Regions from separate parts of the Mus musculus genome. Here region 1 is linked to region 2. The links are chromatin contacts, called in public Hi-C maps. All regions are on one chromosome and are shown on one strand. Each heading gives the region's core, a stretch centred on a gene start, on an enhancer-like site or on the middle of the called end of the contact. The rest is flanking DNA. Distances are from core to core; before and after follow the strand shown.

Evidence for each region. Hi-C and Micro-C count contacts between places; a contact is called where the count stands out from the background.
Region 1: a Hi-C map of cerebellum shows a contact between it and region 2, with 2.6 times the contacts expected there. The contact joins two enhancer-like sites. A contact is called at or near these places in 3 of 484 Hi-C or Micro-C datasets (cerebellum, cerebral cortex and cortical neurons).

Annotation. Positions count from the first base shown.
Region 1 is chr11:93,573,834-93,581,174 of GRCm38.p6, reverse strand. Car10 (carbonic anhydrase 10) reads right to left here. Exons shown (of 10, transcript NM_001361708.1): 6 at 2,414-2,509. Among named protein-coding and RNA genes, the nearest start is that of Gm24856, 160 kb to the right of the region's middle. Within about 2 kb of position 3,539, at least 11 of the 459 cell types and tissues checked have an H3K27ac peak or open chromatin away from gene starts, as enhancers often do. A contact at or near this core is called in cerebellum, where this site is marked.
Region 2 is chr11:93,269,915-93,277,012 of GRCm38.p6, reverse strand. The region is part of intron 3 of Car10 (carbonic anhydrase 10); the gene reads right to left. Among named protein-coding and RNA genes, the nearest start is that of Gm35002, 31 kb to the left of the region's middle. Within about 2 kb of position 4,797, at least 9 of the 459 cell types and tissues checked have an H3K27ac peak or open chromatin away from gene starts, as enhancers often do. A contact at or near this core is called in cerebellum, where this site is marked.

The DNA.
Region 1 (7,341 bases), core at 2,290-4,789, 310 kb before region 2:
GTGTGTGTGTGTGTGTGTGTGGTGTGTGTGTGTGTGTGTGTGTGTGTGTGTGGTGTGTGTGTGTGTGTGTGTGTGTGTGTGTGTGTGTATGTGCGTGTGCTTGCATGCATACATGCACACATGTGCGCCTCGATGAATGTGTAGTGCTCAGAGGCTAAGTTGTAGGAGTCAGTTCTCTCTTTTCACCCAAGTCCCTGGAATTGAACTCAGATCATCAGGGTTGTTAACAAGTACCCTTAACTGCCGATCCATCTCCTTTTACCCCCAAACCCTCGGGCATCTTTGGTTCAGCATTTGGTCAGGGTGACATTTGCTCAGGTGAACCACTCGCATGTGAGGACTTCAGCTCCAGGGAGCTGGAAGCGGGAGGCAGGGGCATCAGAAATGGGGCTGGTGAGTACCAGACGCTGCATACCCTTAGAGACTAAGGATTCAGTTCATCTCATTTCTGGGTACCCGTGTCTAGCAGATGGTGGACCTCTGTCCCATGCTCACTTGGAGTTTGGAGAGGAATTAATGACAAGTCAGAGGTCACTCTGGAGCTGGAAGCCTGGGAGTTGACTTTGTAGAAAGAAGAGAGGCTCAAGGAAAGAATGGAAAACTCTCCGGGGTCTAAACTGGCCTGAGAAGATTCAGGAGCTGACTCCTGTCATTTATTGGCCTAAGGATTTAGTATAGGTCCTTTCAACAAATTACGGGAGAGCAACCTGGGCCTGCAAGCCTGACTGTTGGTTGGGATCTCAGCATAGTGCGGATTTCTGCGTGAGCCCATGGAACACCGGCAGTTTGCACTGGAGGAAGTTGGTTGCTGGTCACTTCATCAGTCACTGTCAGCCGTTACACGCTTGAGCTTCTAGGACGACATTTACTGACTTAGAAACTTTAAGCAAAGGGGAGCAAAGTCAGGGACTGAAACTGAGATGCTCTTCAAGGGACAAGCAGCATTGGGAAAGGCAGGTTGGCCTCTGGATATCACTCATGGAAGGCTTGGCATGTAGAAAACCACAGGAAGAGGTGACTCCTGGTCACATGACAATATGCAACATACCCTTAGGCTTGTGGACCATGATTGCATGGATTGGTTGTATGTGTCATAACTGGGACCAGAGTAAGAATTTGCTCCAGGCTTGTGGGTACCAGTGGGGCATGGCTGGGGGTGTGTGGTTGTTTGAGTGGCACCTTCTCTCTTCTCATCCTCAGTTCCCTTTTCAGCTCTGTTGAGTTGACACACAATGGGAATACACTAATGAGCACTAAAGCCAGGCAAGACTTGGGGTGTCTTTCCTGCCTGAGCTATTACAAGCTCCATGAATTTGGCCTGGCTCAGATGAAGGTTAGGAAGTTAGCAGGAGGCATGGCAGCTGGGAAGATGGCCAATACCTGTTGCACAAAGTCTGCTTTGGCAGGGGGTGGGATGGAATGGGAGATAGTGTGTGTGGGCGCTATTGCTTAAGGGGTCCCCAGAGACTCCCATTATTCCAGGGGCTCTGTTAAAACTCCTTGATGATGAATGCTAAATTTCTACTAAAATTCTTCATCACAGTCCAAGTTCTGGTTAGTCTAATTTTCTTTAATGATTTGTACACAACCCTCTCTAGCAGCCCGTATAGTGCGGTACATTAATTAGCCTTTGTAACTAACATAGTCTACTGAAAAATTTCTTTTTTTATTTTTTACAATTGGAAAGGGAATCTTACTTTTTCATTAAAAAATGGGCATATCTGCATTATTTTACATCTGCCAAAATATCAAAGGTAATTAAAGAACGAAATCAGAATTTGTTCACTTGGACATTTCATATTGTTTTTGCCTACTGGATATCTGGGGAGCATGGCTGAAAATCATACATTCAAAATGGGGATTTTCGTCTTAATTCTAACTGCCAGGATTATGAATCAGCCTTTGAGTGGGAAAGGAAGATGAAGTTTTCAGCTGCTGTGGGGAAGCCCGAGGTATAGTGCAGGGCCTACCTGGGAGGATCAACCCACTCTTCTTATTCTCCGGGTGTCAGCAAGTGACGGACCGTCCTTCAGTCCTAGAGGGTATCGGCTCTCCAGCTCTTCTGCTACTGTCCCCTTGTTCCACACTAGCAGGTGGGGCCTAAAGCCTGTCCCTGAAAATCGCAGTTGCTTTCTCTCTAGGATGGAGGCTCCCCAAACCTTCAGCTCCCAAAGCTCTGAAATGGAACCTGTCCCTTCTGCACCTCACTTCCAGAGCTCCGAATCTTTTATGAATCTCATGGTTATAAAAGTCCTAAGACCCCAACGTTACTGCAGGCATGGGTATGAATTGACATTACTTCTTTAACTTTTTAAAATTACAACAGAGACTGTAGAATGATGCTCTGGTTGGTATTGGGGGGGGGGCGCGGGAGGGGGTGGCAAGCAGAGTACAGGAATCATGCAAGACTTACTTTTATAAATATAGAAACTACCACCAATCCATTCGGGCTCTTCGCAGCTTCTGTGACATTTGTGTATAGCTCGTGGTTATAGTGGATGAGTTGTACCTGGTAGGAAGGGAAATCAGGAATAAGAACAACAATCCTGGCTTGAAAGGTATCAGGCACAGCCTATCTTCCAATACGAGGGTGAATTGCAAGCATACGGAGAGACTAGTAGAAGGCTATGCTTTTTCTTATTCTTCTCTCATGTATTACATCCCAACTGCAGTATCTCCTCCCTTCCCTCACCCAAGTCTATCTCCCCTACTTCCTGTCTCCCCTAGATCTGCCCCTCCTCTGCCTTTCTTCAGATAAGAGCAGGCTTCCCAGGGATATCAACCAAACATGGTGTAACGCACTACAGTAAGACCAGGCATATATTCTCACATCAAGGCTGGATGAGCCAACCCAGTAGGAGGAAAAGGGTTCCACAAGTAGGCAAAATAGTTAGGGACAGCCCCTGTTCTCACTGTGAGGGTTCTCACAAGAACACCAAGCTATTCAGCTATAACATATATGCAGAGGACCTATGTCAGACCCCTACATGCATCCTGATCTCTGTGAGCCTCTGTAAGTCCAGGTCAGTTGATTTTGTGGGCCATGTTCTTGTGGTGTCCCTGACCTGTCTGGTTCCTCCAATCAGAAGGATGCGCTTTTACTTGGTGAAATTTCAGAGGGAGGTGTAAATAGAATCTATGTGTATAATACACACACACACACACACACACACACACACACACACACAGAGAGAGAGAGAGAGAGAGAGAGAGAGAGAGAGAGAGAGAGAGAGAGAGAGAGAGAGAGATATGGACATATCTACACATATTTGCAAACATGTTGAGGTAACAATGATGTTTTTAATAAGATTATACCCATCTGGTGTTTCATCCCTCCCAGGATATTTCTCCTAAAGTGATCTTTAAGTGAATTTTCCACATTAGGAAATGGAACAGCCCTTCAGGTGTGGGCATCTCCCAGCAGCGCCAACAGCTACCACTGGCAGTGAGTAAATCTTGCTGGTAGCCTTGGGTGAGCAAGGATCTGTTAGACTCTGAGCCATCCCCATGGCTCTGGGAGGAGATTGGCAGTGTGTAGGATGCTTGGCTCTGCAGATGGGAGAGTGGATGGTTCTGTCTCATGAAGTGCCAGCCCGTTCATCTGGTTCACTGGGTTTTGCAAAATTTTGTTTCCCCATCCTCTAACCAAAACCTGTGACTGCCTGCTAAGATTGGTGCAGTGAGCACTGTTGTGTGTGTGTGTGTGTGTGTGTGTGTGTGTGTGTGTGTGTGTGTGTGTGTGTGTGTGTATGTGTGTGTGTGCATGTGTGTGTGTGCAGGAAGAGTCCTGGATTTGAGTTGTGTTGAAATGCGTTTCTCTCCATTACCTCATTCTTTAAAACTTGCATTGTGGAATATGGCATGTGCATATGCCTAAATGAGCACACTATAGACTTTTATCCACATGATCAGATTTTTTACCACTTCACCAAGAACCTGTTCTCTTCCCATAAAAAATTAGTGTGATTATCCCTTTTAAGATGTACCTTATAGGCATTTTTTAATAAAGTTTTATAATAATATGAACGCATACTTTATGGTAACAAATTTAAAAATGTAGATGTGTCTAACAGTTCCCTTGTCTCCATCTAACTCTAGCTCACATGATAGAAAAATTAGCAACTCAGTATAAATCCACCCAGATGGTTTTCTTTGCTTATAAAGTACATAGCTGCACACATGCAAATAATCTTAAACAATAGAGGGATGGGAACACACAGTTCAGTTGGCAGAACTCTTGCTTTCTCTGGGTTCAAAATCCAGCACCATATAAACTGAGCTTGGTGGTGAACTCCTGAAATCTCAGCACTTGGGAGGTGGAGGCAAAAAAAAATCAGGGTTCAAGGCCATCCTCAACTCCTTAGTGAGATTGAGACCAATTGGGGATACCCAAGACATGTCTCAGAAACAGCAACAGCAATACCATCAGAAACAATAAAATGGAATAATTTACAATTGCAATTCTAAAGTTTATTTCATTCTGCCTTTTTGTTCCAGTTCACACATATAAATCTACCCAAACTCTCTTAGTAGCCTCCTCCCTGCATGAAAACTCCAAAACGCATTGAGCCAGCTTTCCTGCCTTTCTATAGCTTTGCCCTTTACAACACTGTCACAGCCAATGCATCATGGATCTCTCTGTAATGGTGTCAGTGCTTTGCACTGGCTGGGTTGGGAATTAACAAGATTGTGCCAGGAAAGTGATTTGTGACTCTGAATGAATGACTCTGAATAGCATTCATTATTGTCAGTATCCCGTGTTGCATTAAACGGGGGAGTAGTCATGTTTTCAGAGTTAAAGATAATGAGCTAAATAGAAACTTTCCTTTGAATTTTGAAAACAACAAGTCACATTTTCTTTTTGTGGCAGAATGCAGGTGTTGCTGGCCATCCAGGTCCCTTGGCACTTTGAAACTCTCCTATGTGTGCTTGCCCCACTTCAGTTATAACAATTTGAGGGCGGAACCAGGTGCTGTATTTCTAAAAAGCTCTCCAGCTAGAGGTCCAGTGGGGTTGCAAACCATTGGAACATCATTGGGCATCAATAATGCAGCCATGTTCACTCAGAGGGTACCACGAATCTGAACAGCCTAAGTACACAGAACATGCCACTGAGGGGGCTCACACTCTGACTGCTCCTGACATTTCTCATTTGCTTTTTAACTTCCTATACATTTTACCAGTGGGGCAGGAGGCTACACTGCAGCTACTCTGCTATCCAAAAGGCAGCCACTGGCCAGGGTTGGAGGACCATTTACCTGTGCAGTGCTCTGTCAAGCCTATGCTCAAAAATTTAAGCTATGAAGGAAAAGGCAGCAGTGGGAAGAATGGGGTGTGCATAGGAATGGAAGGGGGGCAACATCTATTAGTGCAGCCAGTGAAAGGCTCTTTGCAGAGAGGATATTTGAGCTGAGATCTGATGATGAAGGGGAATGAGGCCTGGGGAGATCAGAAGGAGGTATGTCAGTCACAGAGATCACAGAATACAAAGGGCCCAAGACAGTGGCAAGTGGTGCAGATGGTTAGGGGTGGATAAAAGTGGCTCAGGGTGGGGCCAACACACACAAGACTTTGCAGATCAAGGTAAGGGTCTTTGCAGCCGGTGGTGAGGGTCTTTGCAACAGCAACTCACTGGTGTTAAGAAAGTAAATGAACTCAGTGAATTTTGAAGACATCTCTTTGGCCACTGAGAGGAGCATGGTAGAGACAGAGGAGGTCTTGCCTACTTTTCTTTACATCATGGTCATCTATTACCCTGCCTTCTCTAGGACGCCAGCCCCTCTCTGTTCCTATGGTGTTCTTACTCAGGATTTATTGTGATGGTAAATTAGCTGGCAATGATGGATTTTATGCGTCAACTTGACTGGGGTAAGGGGTGTTCAGAGAGCTGGTAATACTTGTGGGTATGTCTGTGGAGGAGTTTCTGGTCAAGGTAGATCAGCATTTATATTAGGACACTGAGTAGGACATATCAACCCTTTCAACCTGGGTTTGTATCCACCCACAGAGAATAAAGAGATAGAGGCAGGGCAGATTCGCTTTTCTTGGTTGGAACACCCATCTTTATCTACCCTTGGAAATCATAGTCAGGTAGGCCAGTTTCAGTAATAAATCTCCTTTTATAAATACCCCAGTGTATTCTGTTGGTTCTAGCTCTAGGAGACTCATGACTAATGAAAATTCAAAGTACCTTACTGTCCAAACAGCATGGGCCCTAGGTGACCAGTATAGATGAAAACCATAGATACCTGGTACAGACATGTGGGAGCTGAACATCACTGTCAGAGTTATTCATCATCATTATTTATTGATGATAATCATTAACATCTTTGAGCACCAATCATCTACAGTAAATGTAGGACTAGAATTGTGAAGCACGTTGCAATGGATGAAAGGAAAGATGCTTAGAGAATGTGTCTGGGGATCCTTCTCCAGAGAATCCCCGCAAGCTGAGATTTATAAATACAACATTAATAAGTAGGACATAGGCATAGAGATGTGTCAGCTGAAATACCATCTCATTGACTTCTCAAAAAACTCCATGAGCTAATGTCATTATCTGCTTTTGATTCATAGAGACACCAGAACTCTAGTCTACCACTTGGTCAAGGAAGTGTTGCTTGGTAACCATGCTCAGTTCTTACAGAGTTCAGACCCAAATACCATGTTACTTTAAAACTATTGGCTTTATATCTAGTTCTACCTTTAGGTAAGCATTTCATGTGATGGATGCTATTCATCCTTTTGCTCCTGATGTTTGTCATGAAATCTGGACCAGCGTGGAGGGTTAGCCAATGCTTGCTGAATGAATTATTCGACTTCATAGAGTCTGAGTCTTGGAAAGAGCCTTAAAGAAAACCAAGACCAGCTCATTTATTTTAAACACGAGGAAGCTTAGGCTCAAAGAGGGTCTGTGTCTTGCTTATTACAATATGGTAATTTATGCTCCATTCATCAGATGAATGGTTAAGGAGACATTGGATGGGATAGCAGAAGACCACTGGGAGTCTCACAGGTACAGGTAATGATGGCATCTTATGCCCATGGTTTTCAGGCATTTTTCATTTTGGACCGAGACTCTTGCAATTGGATGCAGGACCACATTCACATTCCAGAATTTTTTAAGGACCAAGGTCAAACCTTTCTCCAAGCTTTTTACTGAAATTCAGCTTTTGAGCTAATTCCCAAGTGTTTGTCTTTGCTGAATGAACACTTGCTGTGAGCAGGCTTCTGAGTCCACAGCAAGTTGTCCCCATCATTGATCCAGCTGGGAGCAGCCTCCGGTAGGAAACATACTTTTCCCTTTCCAGGAGTGTGATTCACCAATACGTGACAGGTGAC
Region 2 (7,098 bases), core at 3,548-6,047:
TTTATTTTAATAAATTTATTGCTTAATTAATTCATATTAAATATGCAATTTAATAGTATTTCTTAGTTGTTTTCCAATTAAGACCCACTTTTGATTTTTTTTCTCATCCTCAAACCCTTATATAATATGTGTGATTCAAATGCATGCATAGCATCATATTTAAAAATGTTATCCTTTTAGCTAAATATACCTAAACCCCAACTCACATTGAAGTCCACAGCTGTGAAGAATTAACAAAACCTTTAATTATTGCCTCACCCACACTTCTATTTTCAAGCCCATTCATGAATTAATTTTAACTCTGTCTCTGCCTTCAATCAAGCTGTAAATACCTGCCAGAAAAAGACAGTGTTTGAATATCTGCCCATATACTTGCAGTTTCTACATATTGGGTTCCTTTGTTAGAAATTCCTTGTAGACCTTTGAGGGTGAGCTTCTGAGACCCAGGCCACGAGGTTGGCATCAGAATGTGCTCAAGAGTCTACATGCAGAGGATGTTCATGTAGTGCAGAAGCTAAACCAGAATTCCTCATTAAGGCAGCTGATCTCAAGTTCATTATAAAGTAAGAGATGAAGATAATTAGGGAAGCAAGCATTGAGCAGGGTCGACAGTGATATAAACTAGGCTGATGTTCAATGGCTTTGGGCTAATCTTGGTGTATAATCTTGGGCATTGAACTAAGAGAGCTTCGTTGCCCCTCTGCAATCTGTCACGTATTTCTTAAAGGCAGTGGCTATAAAAATTTGCACAGTGTGATGTAATCAATGAGGAAGAAATGATAGTATTGAGTCCCTTTGTACATACATTTATTCAAAATTTACTTAAGCACGTTTTTTACCTTTTCAAAGATACTCAATAACAAACAATACCCTGTGTTGTTTAATTTGACCACATAGACCTCCTTACTGGTCCTTCTCTTAGTCAAGTATGCTTTACCTAACGGTCAGAATACTTCTCTATTAGCTAACAACTTAGTTCACATCTTCACATACTCCAGAGCTTTGCTTGAATAACACTTTCTCAGATGACCTTCCTGGACGCCCTATGTTTTTCATCCTCCCTATTCTGCAGAACACACATATTTGGAGTCACCATTTAATCTGCACATACATACTCTTCCTCCCTATTGTCTAGGAGGCTGACAATCAAATACATCTACTGGGATCCCAAATTGTCTAATTGTATTTGGTTGCACAGGAGGTACTAGATGGTAACAGGTCACATCAAGGTAGTAGATAATGAAAGGAGAGAGACCTTGGGAGCTTATTCTACCAGGAACTATCCACCAAACATACTTAGGTAGGGATAGGGGTTTGTTTTTTTCACTTCCCAGGCCAGACCTCTTGTTGAGAATCTTTCTATACTCAGTCCAGTAGGGTTTTCTTTGGCAGGGGTGGGTTGTGGTGGTGGTATCTGTTTCTTCCCTGGAGAAGTATATCCCTACTTTGGGGAGGTCAGAGCCCTCTCCCATCCCTGTTTCTTCCTCTTAAGCTATGCCTACCTTTTTGCAAATAACTCTTCATAAGCTGTCCTCAGATACTTTGAGCCAGCCATCTGTTCCTTTTAACTATAAAATCCCTGATGGTAGACATTTATCATCTGCTGTTGCTCACAATTATATCCTTGGGTCTCAGCATATAATATAGCACCCATAGGCACTCAAGTAGATTCCAGATACCTAGATGAATAATAATTTCCATCTGGGCCCCTATGCAGAGTTTTGAATATTTCACTTTCAAGTTACTTTCTGGACTGGTTGGTTTGTTTGTCAACCTAACACAGGTTGGAGTAACCTGGAAAGAAAGAGGATCAGTTGAGGAATTGCCTCCATCAGATTGGCTTTGGGCAAGCCTTTATAACATTTTCTTGATTTATGGTTGATGAGAGAGGGCCCCATACCACTGTGGGCAGTGCCATCCCTGGGCAGGGAGTTTCAGGGGGGATAAAAAAAGAAACAGAGCAAGCCATTAAGCATCATTCCTCCATGGCTCCCATACTTCAGTTCTTTGAGTTCCTTCCCTGACTTCCCTCAGCGATGGACTATAAGCAATAAGATAAAATGGATGCTTTTTCTGGTCTCCGTGTTTATCACACCAAAAGAAAGCAAACTAGAATACTAGCTTAGGGGACAAGCTATACCATTTTTTTTCCATCTGATTTTACTAAGTTCCAGACAAACTTAGACAAATTTCATCTAATGTAGAATTCTGATTATTTTCAAATCACAAGAAATAGGTTAGCATCAGATGATCTTATTTTGTAATAACAGCTTCCTCAGCAGTGGAAGCAGTCACAGAAAAGACCTCATTAGTTCACCTTTGGGTGTAAACTTTGAATTTAGAGATGTTTCTTTCATCTAATTTCTGCCTAAATGTTCCCACATCCCCTTCTTCCCCCAATAAGGAAGATTAAAAACTGCCCAAGAAAGCAAAGGTTTGGCTCATCCCCTTTTTCTCTATGCAGAACAGAAGAAAACCAAACCCAAGTTTCTCAACTCAGTCACTTAATTTGCACACAATGTTTCATCATCTAATTAACTTCTAACTTCTAAGGTTTAACTGCCAAAATCAGACTGAATAATTGTCTTTTCTTTAGTAACAATGTCCCTTATAGTAGATTGTCTAATAAAAAACAAATTTACCTTTTAAAATCAGGAACACATATGAGTTAAATTTTATTTATTTATGTTTGTCTTTGTTTTCTACTAAACATGTCCCACACTTAACTTTCTGATAGCCCGTATCATTTTTCTCCTGCCTGGGGTTTCTTTCTCTACAGAGTCACTACTATCCTAAATAGAACATGATCTTCAAGGCAAGCTGCTTGGAAGCTGCTGAGGCTGCCTCAGGAGGGGTGAGAGCTGAGTGGTGAGAAACCAATGACTCAAATCGAGGAGGGAGTCTGCAAACAGTGACTTCCACGTGCTAGTGGCTCTGTTCTCAAATGCTGTGCTCAGCACTGGCTATATATAGCGGCGTGAGTAAGATTTTTTTTTTCATGAAGTGTTAAGTTTCTCAAGCTGTAAGTCAAAACATTGTGCTAGTCAAACAGTCTTTGGGAAGGAGAACGAATTCATTGCCAACACCATTAAGATGGAGTTCCTCTTTCTGTAGCAATCAGAATGGACTACTTGTATAAAGAAAGAAGCAAATAAAATATTGTTCTTTTTTGTTTGTTTGTTTGTTTGTTTTTGTGGTTTGTTTTTCATGTGAGCTGCATTTTTCTTTTCCCTCTGACAGTAGTGGTACACATCCTAGGGTTGCATTTGTTTTTTTAGGACTGCCTTAACAACTGCTACAGGAAGGGAGGCTAAAACAAATGGAATTTACTTTCCACTGTCCTGGAGGCTGGCCGAAGTCGAGCTAGCAACTGGGTTGGTTTTCTCTAAGGATGCTGAAGGAGCATCTGTTCTATGTTCTTTCTTAGCTTCTAGTCATTTGCTTGCAGTTGCTGATTTTCCTCGTATTTTTTCCACGCACCATCCCCAAGCCAGTCTGTTCTCACTTTTACATGGTATTAAATTCTTCGTTTATAAAGAAAACATGTGCTGGATTAGAAATCCACCCAACTCTTCTATCACGCCATTTGAGCATACCTAGTTATAGCTACTATTTCTAAATAAGACCATTTTCGTTAGTCTTAGAGAATAAAGACGCCACATGTAAAATTTGGGAGAGGAACACACTTCAATATATAACTCATGGTAAAAGTTGACAAACACAGTCTCAAGAAGATGCTAGGAGTACATCTACTACAGATCTCCATTATCTTCTAGAGTCAAATAAAATGACTCATCCAGGCCAAGTTGCAGAGTAGGACTGAGAGCAGACCTATCACATGGGCGTGCATGGCTGTGCTCTTGTTGATGCTCTGTAAGCACATCCTGCTACTTTTAGCTCCCTCCTATCCCCAAATTGAATTTGCAGGAAACTAGTAGCTAAGACTCATATGGGAACCTCAACTCCAAGTTGATGAACCATGTCTTTATCAACTAGTTGTACAAAATCCTCTAAAAGAAACACCACCACCTGAATATTAGAGACTGCAATCCTTGGAAATTTAAGTGTCAGCCATGGTACCTGGCACCTGGTCTACACTCTAAGACCATTTGAATTATGAAGCTCAACTGATGTTAGTAGTCATAAATATTACATGGGCTCAGAGCTTCCATCCTATAAAGTGTTAACAGATCTACCCTCATCTGCTCCCTTTAAAGGCTTTGGACAGGAAAAGAGACTTGGACCCTAGGACGAGTGACTGTTAACTAAGTATTCCAGCTCTGCTGATAAAACTTGTGAACTATCTCAAGTTTGGGTTCAAATTCCAGTGCCCTTTCCTGCATTCTTACAGCAAGTAAAATCAACTAAAACAAGCTTAAGTTCAGAGATTTTTTTTTCTGTGTCTCTCTTGGGAGACTCTCTCAAGCCAACCATCTTTCCCTAAGCTTCTCCAAGTACTTGAGGCATCCGCTACTGTGCACTCAACAGATGGTCATAAAATATGAACAAATGAAGACAGTTCATCTTCAGACCCCAGGGAGTCACACAGCCACAAAAGCAGAGGATTTGAATGGGCTTAGAGGATTTCTAAATAATGCCCCTTGCTTTACAGATAAGAAATCTAAGGCTTTAGGTCCCAGAGAGAGTTAAAAACCCAGATAGCCTGACTTCAATCCAGCATTCAGATGGCTTGCAGGATCTGGCACTGATTCAATCAGAGAATGACCAGCTGGAAAAATGTCCTGACCAGACGTGTTCATCCCCCTTTCTCTGAGGGCTAGGAAGGTCATTAAAAATGCAGGAGAGAGACTGCAGAAGAGCATAATACTGTGCACAGCATTATTCAAAATCATTACATTGGAAGCCCTGGTGCCTGTGGCAAGCAGAGTCGCTTCTGTGAACGGGGATGAAAAGAGGTCGTGGGTTGCCGAATGAGGTGTCTTTCTATAGAGACCCCATTACAGCACCAGAGGAGAGAGCATCCGTACCTTCCAGGGAGTCTGTGTAAAAGATAATGTATGCTTCGTTTCTGGCCGTCAAGAATCACAAAAGAGATAGGGAGTTGGAGGCCCTATTACTGATGACCTCTCTATAGAATCCAGTGCATCTCATTTTTAAAAATAGCCTGGCTCCTGGGTGGAGTTTTTGATGGGCTTCATAAGGGAACTGAAAGCTGTAGGGAAAGTCTTGGTCTTGAAAAGAATAAAGAGGAAAAAAAAAAGACGGTAAGGGAAGCAAGAAAAATGTTGAAAAAGAAGCTTGTCTTACTACTCCTAAATCTTCCTGTCCTCTGAGTCATTTTTGATCTTTTGCACCTCCTCGCATGCAGACGTGTTCCTTCGCGGCCATTTATCACAAACTTTCTCCACAGCGCTGAACAGGTTGGATGCTCATCACTCCTGGAGGCCCTTGCTATTTCCGTGACGGCGGTGCATTCTCACTGGCTTGGCTTTGAGGTACTTTTAGGGAAATCAGCTTCCTACCCTGCTCCTTTCCTGTCTATATAACTTCTTGGCTTTTCTGTACTTCCTGCTCCTCTAACATGCCATTGGCTGCACACTTTCTCAGTCATGCCCCCCGTCTTAGCCAGGGTATGATATGTTTCTCTATGGATCAACCAGCTGTGCATAGTCTGATCATTTGTTCAGCATTGTGCCTGTGTTCTCATAGACCAAGTTCATTCATCATCTCTTATGTGTAATGTTTGACTGAGTGAATATATCTTTAGTTGCCAGACATTTCAGACTTTCTCTCTCTCTCTCTCTCTCTCTCTCTCTCTCTCTCTCCCTCTCCTCTCTCTCTCTCTCTCTCTCTCTCTCTCTCTCTCTCTCTCTCTCTCTCTCTCTCTCTCTTTGCATGGCCAAAGAGAACCATGCAACAATGCACAGGGTGACACTATACTTATCAACAAAATCAGGAAGCAGAAGTGGTGCCACCCCAGCACCAGATAGGCCCTCAGGGAAACAATTATGGAGACATCAAAGTAATATCTTCAGTTGTGATGGGAGATGTACAGCTCCTTCTTGTTCAGCAAAAACCTTTAAAACAGTTTTTAGACCTGTAAGGAAGTAGAGGGTGTTTTTCTTTTTAAGATCCACACCAAAAGCAGAGGGAAACAAGCCAGCCTGTTTTGGGAGAAATACACATGTCACGTGGGTCCCCTAAACCTCTGCTGAACTCTTTCAGATCTTAAGAATGGAGGCAGGAGATGCTGCTCATGCTGTTACATAAAGGGGTAAAATTAAGTCCAAAGGGAAGTTTATCTCTCCAAATCCCCATTCTTCTGTATCCAGCCATGGTCCAGGTTGCTCTAATCTGTCCTTGAAGTAATAAACTCTTAAATAAACAAACCCAGGCGGCACAAGACATGGTTATTTTTCCCCCGAGCAGTTTTTAACTGTGTGTATAAAGATTTCTGCAGAATAGAAGAAAATAGCCCAGCTTGACTCTTTTGTAAGCTAATTAAAGTAGAACCTAGGCTTTTATTTCTTAATGATTTTATACAAATTGAAAAGCATGTGTGAGTGTTATTATAAGGGTTCAGACCAGATACGAGATGCCTTGTACCAACTTAGTTCCCTCAGCCTTTACTGGCACACTTTCAATTAAAATCATTTTCTTGCTGTATATTAGGGAAGTATATATTCTCACAGGCATGATGGTGCAACATGGAGGGAAGTGTGGCTCCTCTTTAGATGCTGCTTGCTGTTTCTTCAATAGCCATGGTGATGGTGGTGGGGGCATGAGGGGAGAAGGAGAAGGAGACGGAGAGCAAGAAGGAGAGGGAGATAGAGACAGATAGAGATGGAGATGGAGACAGAAACAGAGAGCTAGCTCTCATTCCTAGAAAGAATATTGGACTGAGTGTGGAAACATGAAATAGTAAGTGCATTTGCACAGAAGAGGCATATGAGCGGAGGCATCAAGTGGTACCAAGTTCATTGTTTTCAAGAGAATCCAACAATTGTGCATCTTTGGAGTCCAGTTGCTATAGTTTCATTGATTCTACCATTGCCCACATCACAGCATGCCAAATTAATAAGTCAGTTCAAGACAAAGCAAAAATGGATTTCCCCACATACATGTGTGCTACACTGA